Regions from separate parts of the Mus musculus genome. Here region 1 is linked to region 2. A link is a contact called in public Hi-C data. All regions are on one chromosome and are shown on one strand. Each heading gives the region's core, a stretch centred on a gene start, on an enhancer-like site or on the middle of the called end of the contact. The rest is flanking DNA. Distances are from core to core; before and after follow the strand shown. Region 1 holds the start of Bbox1 (butyrobetaine (gamma), 2-oxoglutarate dioxygenase 1 (gamma-butyrobetaine hydroxylase)). Region 2 holds the start of Fibin (fin bud initiation factor homolog (zebrafish)).

Region 1 (6,965 bases), core at 105-2,604, 57 kb after region 2:
TTTTAAAATTAAGACTACAAATGAGAAATTATATATGCTCTACAAACCTAATAGCCTAGAAGTCCTTTTGTAAAGATTATTTGGTGACCCCTGACAGATTTTTTTAAAATAGTGCTATTTCTCTCTTTTGTCAAAGGATTTATTTTGTTTTTAATTATGTGTATATATGTATGCCTACGTGTAGGTTTGAGTAGGTGACAGCAGTTTGCCAAAAGTCTTTGCTTTGCTTGGTCGGTCCCTGGTGCTGTTTCAGTATCGGATACAGTGAAGGTGTGTATAAGCAGTTACTGTGCTGTGTGTCTGTCTTCCTCTCTTATCCCAAGGTAGCACTGCCTCTCTGCTCTCTTCTGTTAGAAGAGCTAGAGGTGCTAATGGTCCTATGAAAACACTTAAAGCATTCTGGTTTTTTCATGTAAACTTTATCTTTTTACTAATGTCTACTCTTTGAATATATATTGAGAACCCTAGATAAACATGAAAAGTTAAGTCTATAACATTCCCTGATTCCTGAATGTCAGGTATACGGTCACTAATGAAATAAAGAGTTGCCCAGTCTAAGTACCCTGGTGCCTTTCTTTCATGAGATTTCTTCTCCTGTAACTACTGCATTGCTACAAATTTGATGGATTTTGTAATAAAAAGGAGCCATACATTCCAATCAGAATATAGATTCATAAAGCTCCCCCCATAAACATTCCAGATAAAGTAAGACATTCCAAACAAGCAAAGGCAGAAAACAAACCCAGTAAGCTTTTAAAGGACTTTGGTATTTTTATATTCCAGTGAGAAATATACTGTGCAAGTAAAAAGTAAAACTAGAACAGAAATAGTACCATGTTCTAAGTCGCATTACCCTTTAAGCAAACTAATTGCATTAATATTCCCTTGATGGTAATTATGAATCATTGAAGCAGTTTTTGTTTCAAAAGCCAGATGCCTCTGTCATTGGTTAAAACAACAGAGGCATTTTGTGAGCTGGGACTGAAGTTCAACGGTAGAATGCCTGTCTCACGTGTTTAAAGTCCTGGGCTCACTAAAACACCAAAACAGAGAGGCAAACTTAACATTTTCCATTTGCGTAGCGGTTTTCCCACAGTGTTTATGCAAATGTGATTATATCACTGTGTTTGCCCTTGTTTCTTATTTTATAATCTAAAATTTCTGTTAAAAGAACAAGGAATTCTCTTGATTTGGATTTGATGTGGCATTTTTATCTTACAGCTAGTCACTGTGCTTCTGTTTACAACATGTGAAATACTCTAATCAGAACAAAGGTCCCGGCATGGGGCGAACTGTAGGCTCACACTGCTGAGTGGTAGGCAGAGGCCAGAGTCCACTTGCAGTATTGTAGAGATCAGGTTCAGGTACAATCTGCCAGCCTACTATAATTAACACTGATTTGTCCTAGCAGGTGGCTGATAGGATTTATCACCAAAGACCAGAAACATGCACTGTGCCATCCTAAAGGCAGAAGCAGTGGATGGGGCTCATTTGATGCAGATCTTTTGGCACGATGGGGCAGAGTCCCTCTACCCAGCAGTATGGCTGAGAGACAACTGTCAGTGTTCAGACTGCTACCTACATTCTGCAAAAGCTCGGAAACTTCTCCTGGAAGCTCTTGATGTAAACATTAGAATCGATGATTTGACATTTGACCGGAAAAAGGTAATTACGTCTAAATGCTCTTCCCCTTCTCTGTTGAGTTAGATCAAGGGGTTAGTCTATAGTAATTTAAGTAACTCTTTTTTAACTTCTCATATATAGAGGAAACCCTCCATGGACATGGTTGTACATTGTTTGATAGGGTAGGAATATTCAGTGGAAAAATCTACTGTTGTTATCACTACTACAACATTTTATATTTTTATTTTTAATAGGCTTACTTTTTATTTTAAATGAAATTTCATTACATCACCTTTTCTTTCTTTTTTCCTTCATCCAACTCATTCCATATTCTCCTCACTCCCTCTCAAAGTAGTGGTCAATTTCCCTTTAATATTGTTACATATACACATAAATAAACATATAAATATAGCCTACTGATATATTCTGGTTTCTCTTCAGAATGTATGATATTTTGATTTTAAAACTACTACCATCTTAATACCATATGCAAATTTCCATTTTTTATTCTTTTAGGGGGAAGCAGGCTTGAAACACAATCATGCAATTTATACCATGAAAATGGTGCATCTGGCACTCAGTTTGCTGCTCTATAAAGCTAGAAAAGTACAGAATTTGTCCACAGAAATGCCAAACGTTTGAGAGGCTCTGCCAGACCCAGACGAATACAGATGTGGATATATACAGCCAAACATTGGACTGAGTGTGGGGACCCCAATGGGGAAGTTAGAGCAAGGACTGTAGGAGCTGAAAGGGTTTGCAACCCCATAGGAAAAATAACAATATCAACCAACCAGATGACCCCCCCCAAAGCTCCCAGGGACTAAACCACCAACCAAACAATACACAGTAGGTACCCATGGCTCCAGCTGGATATGTAGCAGAGGACTGCCTTATCTTGTATCACTGAGAATGTAGGCCCTTGGTCCTGTGTAGGCTTGATGACCCAGGCCGCTGAGACAGGAGTGGATGGGGGGGGGAGCACCCTCATAGAGGCAGGGGAAGGGAGGAGGGGATAGATAGCATGTGGAGGGGAAACTGGGAAGGGGGATAACATTTGAAATGTAAATAAATAAAATACCCATTAAAATATAATCATTTAAAAAAAAACAGGAAAAGAAATGTCAGGGGATGAGACAATCTGGGTGCAAATGTTTATCCTGCAGAAGTCGCTCAGAAATCTTACTGATTAGCACTGTTTATCCAAACAACTGCATATGTGCATAAGGCATCCTAAAATCATCAGTCTCGGTGCCAACCACATGTGCTGTCGAACCTGCTTCTCTGTTGCTTATTTCCGAATCCTCCCCAGAAGGACAAACGTGACAGAAATGCCTGTCTTTCCCCACTCTTCTGTCCTCTCAGCTTTCTTCTCTATTCTCAATTCTCACCCTTAGTAGTCAGACCTTCTCAGAGGAAGTTTGAGTATAATCTACAGTGTGTAAAGCAGAGATGCCATGCTAGTAAAATTCTATTTCTAATCACTCTAATTCAGTAGTATTAAAAAGAAAAGCAATTGCAGAAGACAGAAATGTATAGTTGTGCAACATACAAATAGATGTTAATTGTCTTATACCACTCTTATTTCTCTCTTATAAGGTTTATATCACATGGCCCAATGACCATTACAGTGAATTCGAAGCTAACTGGCTGAAGAAAAGATGCTTTTCTCAACAGGCCAGAGCAAGGCTCCAAGGAGAATTGTTTTTACCAGGTAACATTGCAATGGTCTTCATTCTACACTAAAAACTTATAGTGAGAATTGATTGAAGAGAATACTATTATTTGAATTGACTATATTTACAGGACATGGTTCATTGAGTTAACACATACATATTACAAGCTGATCAAATCAATGTAATCAATATTTATATCTCTCATTTTCTAAGGATGTGCTCAGGAGCAAATTCAATCCCTTGTATCTTGGTTAAAATAATATTGTCATTTCTGAGAAATGCTTAACCTGTTAGCAATACAGATCATTTGCCCAAAACTGAAATGGAGAACAGAGCAGATGTTGGTATTCTAAAATACTGGCAGAGAAAGATACAGTAGGCTTGAGCCTGAATTAGCTGAAGTAAAAGCTGAGAGTCCAAGTTGTTTTCTCCACACTCTCTGCAAAGGAGTGGCATCAACCAGAGGTAGCTCACCCTCTTTAATGATATCTAAAGTCAGAACAGAACAAAACACAAATCCCTGTGCTGGTAGCCATGAGATTATGTGAGCAATGAAGCTGTAAAACAAGGAGCACAGAATTGAATCCGCTGTTAGGTCAAATGCAATCCCCTTTCTCGAGCATTTATATGGGTCTCCAGAGATTCTGTGAGCCGAAAAATGTTTAGGGATAACTCAAAGACGAATTTAGTGGCAAAGGGAGATGATAACATTTCTCAGATAATAGGCAAAATAAATGGGCAATTAAAATGAAAGTTCTAAGGGATACACAATAATACAGGAAGTGGGAGCATGTGTGAGGGTGGAAAGGTCTCTGATTTACTCCATATTGTTCTACTGATTACATATGGTTACGTATGTTCTAGAGATTACATTTGGTTGTGTGGTCAAAGGCAAACTCCAACCCACGTGAACTTTGCCTGTTGGTTAGAACCCTAACTCCCACAAGCCAGGCACATTTCCTGCATCCCCTTTTCCTCTGTCAACCCCATCTATCAGATCACTACCCTTTCAGGAAGTGGCTACTTGGCTAATCCCTTGCTGCCTCTCTCAGGAACGCTGAGTCATATACTCAATGAGGTTCTACTTTCCTTCTTCCAAACCTGAAACTCCCTCATGTGCAATAACTGTCTGGGATTTTAAAACGAGCCTTACAGCAGTTCACTAGAAGTGGAGATGTTACTTACTAATCAACTTACCAGGCCACATTCCTTTCACCTATGGATGTCAATCACAAGGTACCAGAGTCTCCCCTTCTCTTTAAGCACAGGTCAGTCTTGTCAAGAATTCAGTTTCTCTAAGTGTGTGGTCTCACCACCGTGACAGCTGATAAGGATTTGTTCCATTGCTGGGTCTGAACCAAGAATCAATTTTCCTTTATCTATCCCTGCTAGGTGGTTGAAAATAGATGAGTACATAGGAAAACCATTCATCCACATTCCTTCAGATTCTGTTTCTGAATTCTTGAAGGGGGAGATCAACAATAACATAATTTCATAGCCATTATCTGGGTCAAATAGCAATATGTTGAATTTTTTAATTTTAGATTTCTTCTGGTATTCAGGGTTTTCTTTTTTTCTTTAACTCTGCCCTAGTTTTGCAATCCATTTGGATTTTGCTTTCATTGCCCTTAAGTTCTTCTCTGTGTCATTTCAGGAAGTAAAAGTCAACATTTTTATTATCACAGCTTAAGCTTTTAAATGCTAAAGGAGGAACGGCTGCACCTCCTCCATTAATATTTCCTGACAGGTGAAGCTTTTCCTTTTTTATAGCTTACATTCCTCAGTCCTATCAGGCAGGAGCAAAATGAAAATGATAGTACACTCCCCTGAGTAGTGGAAAAAGCTGGTCACAAACGACGAACTGTGAGCATGAATAACATAAGAACTGGCTGCTAGATAGTCACAGGAAAGTGTTTTAATACTTTTAAACAAAGTTCATCTTTAAATATATTTCCAAGCTGTGCAGTTGACTGGCAAAAGAAGAAACTGTTGTGCAATTTTTAGAGTATTGATTGGATGGCTTTTTTCGCCTATAGAATTTGATACCTAGTCCAATGTGAGTTTTCAAATATTAGTACTCCAGAGCCTGTAAACAAAGCGAGTTCCACTGAAACACTCTTTGCATCTTTAACCTCCATAGCAATCTTCCACATCTGCTTCTCCCTTGGAAAGAGGGCTACAGTGCTTAGAAAATCTGGAGTACAGATGCATAGCACTTTCCTTCTTTTGGCACAGGCTGCCAAACACAAAATGAAAAGATAAATGACAATAAGCTGTGCACAGGACCAGACTTTCCCTCGGAGCTAAAAGGAAGATGTGGAGAATATCATTTCTCTCATGCGTGTCCATTCAGCTGCACAGACATTTGGCATCTATTTTGTTCAGGGAACTATGTAAGGAAATACCAAGGTGAAAAAGAAGGCCTGGGCATGTAATACACTTAATGTACTTAAGTACATTAAGACCATGTGCTGAAGAATGATGGTGACGTAAAGCAAAGAATATGAAGAAAAGAGAGGTTGATACCCACGCTGAGATTTTAAGGGATAGTTTGTCGGGAAGACATAGAAAGAAGGAAACCCCCACAGAGAGAAGGACATGCAGGAAACTTCAGAAGTAAAAAATAGAAGGATGAATTTCAGAAAGTACATTGAGCTTGATATTGGGAGGTTAAAATTGCTAGGCAACCAAGGAGACTCAAAGGCCAAAGTGAGAAATAATTTGCATTTGCTGCTTGGTCAACTGTGGGCAAGGATGAGGTGTTTTCCAACATAGAGTTTCGGTATACGATTTCCTTTATCCCTCGGCTTATTCTCTATTGGCAAACTAAAGAAATAAGTTCAAGACCCTTACAGGTTTGAGATTATTGCTATAAGTTTTTTCTCTGCATTGTATATTTTAGGGGGTTTCTGACTGGATTTGATTAAATTAGTATATTATTATAAGTGCCTCCAAATCCATGAATACCCCCTACATACCCTTTGACTTTTCTTTTATTGTAACCTGCCTCCTCTACAAAAAGAAGTAGAAAGGTCAAATTTATCCTGTAGAATGGCCTTAGTCATGGATGTGTTGAATTTCTGTTGAGTGGACCATATGGGAAGGGAAGGGAATAAGGATGGCCATAAGATGCTCTATAAAACATTGCATGGAAGACAATGGGAGCTTTGAGGCAGAGAAGATGGGGATAGAATTTGCATTTGAGAAAAACATATTATTTGTTAGTAGGATAATAGATGGCAGGCCATATTCTCTAATCTCTGTCATTTTTAAAGCTTGACTTTCAGTTCCTGGGATGTGGCTTTCCCAGATAACTAAATGAGCAAATTTTGAAACAAAGCTTAATATTTATTAAAATAAAGTTTGGGCCAGCAAGATAAATCAGTGGATAAAAGTACTTGTTTCAAGACCTGAGTGCAGTCTACAGAACCCACATAAAGGTAAAAAAAAGATCTGAGTCCACAAGTTATCCTCTGACATCCACAGGAGTGCTGTGGTACACACATTCACATACATACCGTGTGCACACACAATATTAATAAATTTTACTTTTCTTGAATAAAATGTGAAGTGTTTATGCAATCATATTTTAATGTACAAGTGAAATTTTACATAATTATGCATTCATTTTTATTTTATGGATTGTAAAATTTTCAACTGACTGAG
Region 2 (6,747 bases), core at 2,124-4,623:
GAGAAAACTAGCTTTTAGACCAAGTTACTCTGAAAACCTAATCTAAAAATGTATATAAATCAATGAATTTTCCTTTTCGTTTAATTAGACTGAAATTTAGATGTACTCACTGATACATGTAAAGACTCAGTATTTGGATTTTTAGATGAAAAGGTTACACAGAGAAAGTAAATATTCTTATTTCTTCTATTCATGATTCTGTAATTTTAATTAAAGAGCAAGCTTGTGACAGGCTGAATTTTTTATTGTACATTTTTGTTTGTATGTTTAATTAGAACTGCATCCTGTGTAAGTAGAAAACTGGAGTGAGTCCTTGATATAAGTTTGCATAATTGAATTGGTTAGTAAGTCAGAGGAGGTTACATTCTGCAAGAAGTGGAGTGAGTTGGAGTAAATGCTTGTTTTCTTCTTTGGCCAAATAAATATTTGAATTCATCAGCTTTCACTGGTGACTGTCCCAAAGAAAAGGAATGAAGGCTGTTCTGACCCCGCAGTTCAGTGGAGATTTCTAGTGGCACAAAATAAAAATGAACCTTGTTTTTTTTTTGTTTTGGTTTGGTTTGGGGTTTTTTTTTTTTTTTTTACTGTTGTTGAATTTATTATAGAAAGTTGACTACCAAATACTGCATTATACTTTCAATTGTTACTAGGTGGTGATGCAGGTGAAGTCAAGGGTTGAGGGAACAGTCAGGGTTTCTGCAGACAAGGGTCAAAGAGCCTCAGATGCCCTCCCTAGGAAGTGGCCAGGCCAACAGGTCACTAGGCAGAGGACATTCCTTACCAACAGACTCTGGGCACCAAAGTTCACAGCCAACTGCACACACTTGGGCTGGTCTAAGCAGACTAATGCTGGACAGAGAGGGTACAACCTTGTGCCATCCACCTCTCCTCTGTGCTGTGCTGGGCTAGACTCAATGCTGGGATACATCAGCCTGTGCAGAAGTTTGTGCCTTCTTTAAGGGATACCTGACATAAGCACTAGGGAAACCTTGCTTTGGTCTATGTTTTCTCGATGTTGCGTGTCTAGAGAAAACCGAAGGAGTAAGGCCATCATGAGCATGCTTCAAAAAGTCTGTGTGTGTGATTTCACACGCAGAATCACTAGTTAGTCAAATGGCTCTTCATTGTCTTCCAGGAGTCTGGATTGCCTGCGACTGGAAGAGTAAAGACAAGTCTGACAACAGGGCTGTGTGCATCTGAATGAAAGCTGTCCTTTGTGCTGCAGAGGGAGACTCAGAACAGTGAATACTCATTGTGAGTAGCTCGGTTACATTTCAAGGCAGAAATAGCAAGCATCTCTGGAAACAGAATCTTCCTGCTTACATATTCTTTCCACTTAATTCCCTGTTTCTTTTCTCCACGATCCTGAAATTATTCAATATACAACATATGTTTATTTACTTTTACTTCAATTCGCCCTGCACTTCCCAGATTGAAAGCTCTAGGAAAGCCATGGTTTGTTTCTAGTTATGTTCATTGTTGTATTCTCAATACCAGAAACGGAACTTGATGAATAATAAATGTTCAATAAATATTTGATTAAATGGATGGCCTATCAAATGGCCATTTATGACAATCAATTCATAAATTAAAACCTAAAAATGGCCTCTTTTGGGAAAAAGAGGGCTTGGGGGGTTTTATTTGTTTTTAAATTTAGTGCTCTTTTTCCTGTTTCATATTTCTAGGCACAAGAACGGCTCTTAGGATACCACATGGAAGCTGAAATCACAAGTCTTAAGGGGTCTTGACGTCCATCAGGATCCTTCAGAGGAGAGCTGCACCCAGGTCAGCACTGACGCTCATCTGGCAACAGCAGCTCTATTACCTAGAATTCAGAACAACAGAAACATCGCTGTTGTTTCCAAAAACAGGGCTGATGGACCACATGGCAGCCACTGTGTCCAGGGTGGCTGTAAGCTCCCGTGTGGGGCATGTATTGTGTTACTCCATCATTGGATCTTTAGTGACTATGGTAGCTCCTAGCCTATAAAACCTTGGCATCACTTACCAGAAGCCTAGAGAAACTCGGCAAGCTCAGCAGCAATCTGGGGGCCCTTGCTCTTAAGGTACAAAACAGTTTGGGAAATATGCCCAGAATCTAGGAGATAAACTCTATAAAGGTTTCCATGTGCTGCTGATACAGTATAGACTTAGAAATGGGTTAGTTCAATCAAGAAGTACAAGTTGAAGAAATTAGCTGGGATGGACAAGTTATATGAATATATAAACAGGAAAAGCATTGGCAGAGAATGTGTACTGCCTGAATCCACAACTTAAACACTAGCAGGAGCTTCGTTGCTTTGGAATAGCTATGGAACATGGTGTTCTGAGGACATGTGTATTTATGGAGAGGCTATGGAACTGGCAGCTGGACTCGTGTTTGGGTGGCTTTTTTAAACCAGCTGTGGTAATGTCACTATTTGTGAATTAATTAAAATAAAAATATTTTCTTTCAAAGCAGTACGGTTTTTTTAACTTAAATTTAAATCTTTGTACCTTAATGGTTGAATACAATCTATGAGATCGTGTCAATTTGCTTAACGTTCTAACTGTAGATAAATATTCCAACCTCATAAGTAACTGACAGGAGACCCCAGCAGTCAAATACTACACAAAAGACTCAGTAAGGCTCACTGGAACGTTATCTAATAGATTACACAGAGGTCCCAGTTGTCCTCTTATTGATTAAACTGGAAACTTTTATTTTTATTTTTATTAGTAACTATGCACTATGAATATAAAAAATCGGTTATCTATATTCATTTTGTTTCAAAAGTATTGATTTTAATAACCTTTAAACCATTTCCAAACAAAACTATTTCCAATACTTCAAATTTTTTATTTAAAAAATAACGTTTTGAAAATGAGTAAAAAAAAATACATTTCTCATCTGGTATTTAAATGTCTGAAATGCCATTTCTCTGAAGCAATCACCTCTTTCCTAAATATGCTAATAGCAGCTGGATTTTATGTTTATAATTATCCTCTACTATCCCCATTCAAGATACGTCTTATTGTACAGGGTCTCCTTTTTCAAGATTGAAAAAAGGAGACCCTGTACCTTTAATAAAGGAACTGGTGAAAGCTTTCTTTCCAAATTTGTTCCTTGGCTTCCAAGTGACGAAACTAGCTGTAATTTGAGAGTCCTGCAATCCTCAGGATATCTTTAGCCAAGGGGAAAGAAAACGCTGCATTCCCACCCAGTCCAGGGGTTGAAACAGTGTCAGAACAGCTTCCCTTAGCTACTAGCTCCGTCTCCCTGGAGCCAGAGGGAACTCCGAAGGTGACCGCAAAGCCAGCGCCTGGAGCAGCAGGTCCCCAGTCGGTGGGTCGGGCTATCCTGCTAAAACAGCAAAGGTCCAGCCTCTCAGTAGAGAGAGGATCAGGGACGCTGAGGAGCGTGGTGCACACCGCTGCTGCGTAGAGCCACATGAAGCCTGTGGAGGAACCAGGATCAGAGAGCGGCAAGCGAGCTGCGCCTGAGGAGGGCGCCTTCTCCCGAAGCCGCTGACACCCGGGGGAACCTTTTTCCTTGTTCCTGGACTAAAACGCTTCTCCCGAATATCCAGAATGGTGTTCCCGAAGTTGATCTGGATGGGTTTCTTTTGCCACCTGTGTCGAGGCTACTTTGATGGCCCCCTGTACCCAGAAATGTCTAATGGGACTTTGCATCATTACTTCGTGCCTGATGGAGACTATGAGGAGAATGATGACCCCGAGAAATGCCAGCTGCTCTTCAGGGTGAGTGATCGCAGGCGCTGCTCCCAGGGGGAAGGGGGCCAAGCCAGTAGCTTGCTGAGCCTCACTCTTCGAGAGGAGTTCACAGTACTGGGCCGCCAGGTGGAGGATGCTGGACGCGTCCTGGAGGGCATCAGCAAGAGCATCTCCTACGACCTGGATGGGGAAGAGAGCTATGGCAAGTACCTGAGGCGGGAGTCCCACCAGATCGGGGATGCCTACTCCAACTCTGACAAGTCCCTCACTGAGCTGGAAAGCAAGTTCAAGCAGGGCCAAGAGCAGGATAGCCGGCAGGAAAGCAGACTCAATGAGGACTTCCTGGGGATGCTGGTCCACACCAGGTCCTTGCTGAAGGAGACACTGGACATCTCTGTGGGGCTCAGAGACAAATACGAGCTGCTGGCACATACCATCAGGAGCCATGGGACCCGCTTAGGTCGACTGAAAAGCGACTATCTGGAGGGTGGGGCACAGAAGACAGGCTAATATTTCCATTGTAACTGCTTCATTTTATCCAAATTTGCACTTTCAGAACACGTCTGAAGTCATCTTTCGAAAAGAAAGAAAAATTTTAATAAGTTGAGTTATTCTGATTTTAGTTTGGTTTTGTGCATTATTTATGTTATTATTAAGGATTTTTCACTTGCAAAAAAAAGCAATTTTAAACTAACCCCTGGGTTATTTCCTAAAGGGTTTTATTGCTCTAACAGAATCTCTTCTTTCGACTCCATCTAAAGGATGCATTTGTGTGGAAAGACTGATTAAACTTCCACATCCTGGCGGGGGACGAGGTGCGTGGCTCCTTTGCATCAGCAGGCTTCTCTTTGGTCTCTGAAGGCTGAGATGCCTGATTTTCAGATGAGGTCCCAGGTGTGTGGCATGCCTGCCAGACAAGGAAGTTCATTGATTCTCCTTTCGCTCTTATTTATTTACCATGTTCTTAGTTGTTTCTGTTTTGTTGTAAGAGTGTTATTGAGAATTTGCATGCAAATCACCACCAGTAAGATGTTCAAAGTTCCATTGTGGGTTTGTGTAAGTTGAAGATGCAACATTTAAGATAGCAAAACTTTAGGGTGGTTGCCCACTCATGATGTGTCTTTCACTTCACCATCAAAGAAACAGATTGCTTAACACTCAAGTGTCTATGATTTAAGTTGTCAGCATGTTTTTTTCTTCTTGGACTCAGATAGCATTGCTTCCTTTTGTTTATTGAAAACTTATATTTCCAGAGGGAGGGTCTAACTATAGAAATCCCTTATGTACATTTTATTACTCAGCCAATAAATGTTTTCATATAATACTGGCTTTTTTTCTAGTTTACAGTCATAACTCTCATATTTCAGAGAGGGACTAGTGCAAAGGAGAGGGGAGATAGGATTGAAGCCAGTTTATCAGAGTATATGATAAGGATGAGATTTTAAAAAGAAAAACAGAGGGAGAAGGTGCTGTATTTTTGAGTATCTTACCCTGTCTGCTCACATACACCATCCTAGTAAGGGGTAGTGGGATCTAGCCTGTACAAGAATTATACATTTGATTTCCACTCTTCTGATGGAAAAATCTTAAATTTCTCTCATTTTTCATAGACTCCATTGGAAATGTGTGACAAAGGTCCATATCTCCTATGCACTCATTCTGTGTTAGTGATGCCTAACAATTTGAAAGCTATTTCTATGCTCTTAAAATAAATGAATTAAAATGTGAAAATGCATTTTATTTCAATTCTTCCCTGGGCCAATATTTATCACCACCTTAAATATACTTTCTTTCCACTTGCATCCACACACAAAGTATGCAAGAGTTCACATTCTGTTCAGCAGTGATCCCATTTTTCTATCCTCTATGCAAAGAAAGGATTTATCTGCTATATACATTTGTCTCAGGGTTACTTTAAAGGGCTTCCTTCTTTAAAGGAAGGACAAAAAATATTGATCAGAACAAATATGATATTTGGTACTTGAGTTTGTAAAGTCAGATTGCTTCCAGCCTGAAAATAACAATATTGCCCCAAAAGCACTCAGCTACAACATACAGACAGACAAATCAAATGGAATCTTCTTATTTTGCCTGTTGTAATAGGATATTGGAATGTATTGAGGCTGGAAAATGGTTTTTCTTCTGCATGTCAATCTCAATCAGTTGTTAATGGCTGCCCACCAGCTTATGTTAAGAAGGATCTCATAGGCACAAATTTGAGTGCTGCTAAAATATAGAGATATCCCCATGGGAGCAGGAAGAGGTATGATGACATATCTGCTACAGACCTGAACACTGAAACAGACTACGGGCAAGCTTCTTTTTGTGCTAATATTATGTATTCCAACAAAACCAAAATATTTCAATAGTGGCTAAATAAGCAGCCTGTGATCCCCCTAGTCTTGTGGAGATGATCTCGGACAGAAAATGAGAATTTCCAGGTAAGAAGGAGATGGTGGTAAGAGACCTCGACAGACAGTCTAACCTTATGGCGGGGACCCAGGCCTTCCTCCCTACTTTGTCATTAGACATTAGACTTGGTTATTCATACCGTGATAGATACTTGCTGAAAGCATTGGGCTTTACTTCTTAGACAATGAAATGTGTGAGAATCAGACATAAACCACATACTCTCTTCTGAGACAGCCACTTACAAACTCATCTTTGCAACCTAGGATTTTTGTTTGTTTGTTTTGTTTGTTGCCAGTGTTTGTCAACCACTTCTTCCATGCCAGGTACTAAACTAAGCTGTGGGTAATTCTTGGAAATTACAAAACCTCTGGACTTCATCTATGACTCAAACGCTTTTTGAAGTGTTATCTAAAACAGAAAGCGATCACATTGTTGTAGCTATTGTTATTAGACACAGTAAAAAAAAAATTAGCTAACATGCTTGAAAAATCAATATTGCTAGTAAGGGCCATCACTAAGAAGTAATTTATCTTTTTTCTTTGTAACAACAAATAATGTGAGAAATTGCATTCGGTTAAACAGTTGAATTAGTTGTGTTACATTGCTGTGATAAAATACCCC

What was found. Hi-C and Micro-C count contacts between places; a contact is called where the count stands out from the background.
Region 1: a Hi-C map of uterus shows a contact between it and region 2, with 3 times the contacts expected there. The contact joins the promoter of Bbox1 here to the promoter of Fibin in region 2. A contact is called at or near these places in 4 of 39 promoter capture datasets (cranial neural crest, liver and second pharyngeal arch cranial neural crest), 5 of 484 Hi-C or Micro-C datasets (liver, nephron progenitors and uterus), 1 of 115 datasets of contacts at active chromatin or transcription factors (liver) and 3 of 9 other capture datasets (adipose tissue, liver and pancreatic islet).

Annotation. Positions count from the first base shown.
Region 1 is chr2:110,300,114-110,307,078 of GRCm38.p6, reverse strand. Bbox1 (butyrobetaine (gamma), 2-oxoglutarate dioxygenase 1 (gamma-butyrobetaine hydroxylase)) reads left to right here and starts at 1,354. Exons shown (of 7, transcript NM_130452.1): 1 at 1,354-1,665; 2 at 3,223-3,337. The coding sequence starts at 1,447. The region is part of intron 1 of Gm30319 (a long non-coding RNA gene); the gene reads right to left.
Region 2 is chr2:110,359,619-110,366,365 of GRCm38.p6, reverse strand. Fibin (fin bud initiation factor homolog (zebrafish)) reads left to right here and starts at 3,373. Exons shown (of 1, transcript NM_026271.1): 1 at 3,373-5,441. The coding sequence starts at 3,571. The coding sequence ends at 4,224. All of the region lies in intron 2 of Gm30319 (a long non-coding RNA gene), which reads right to left.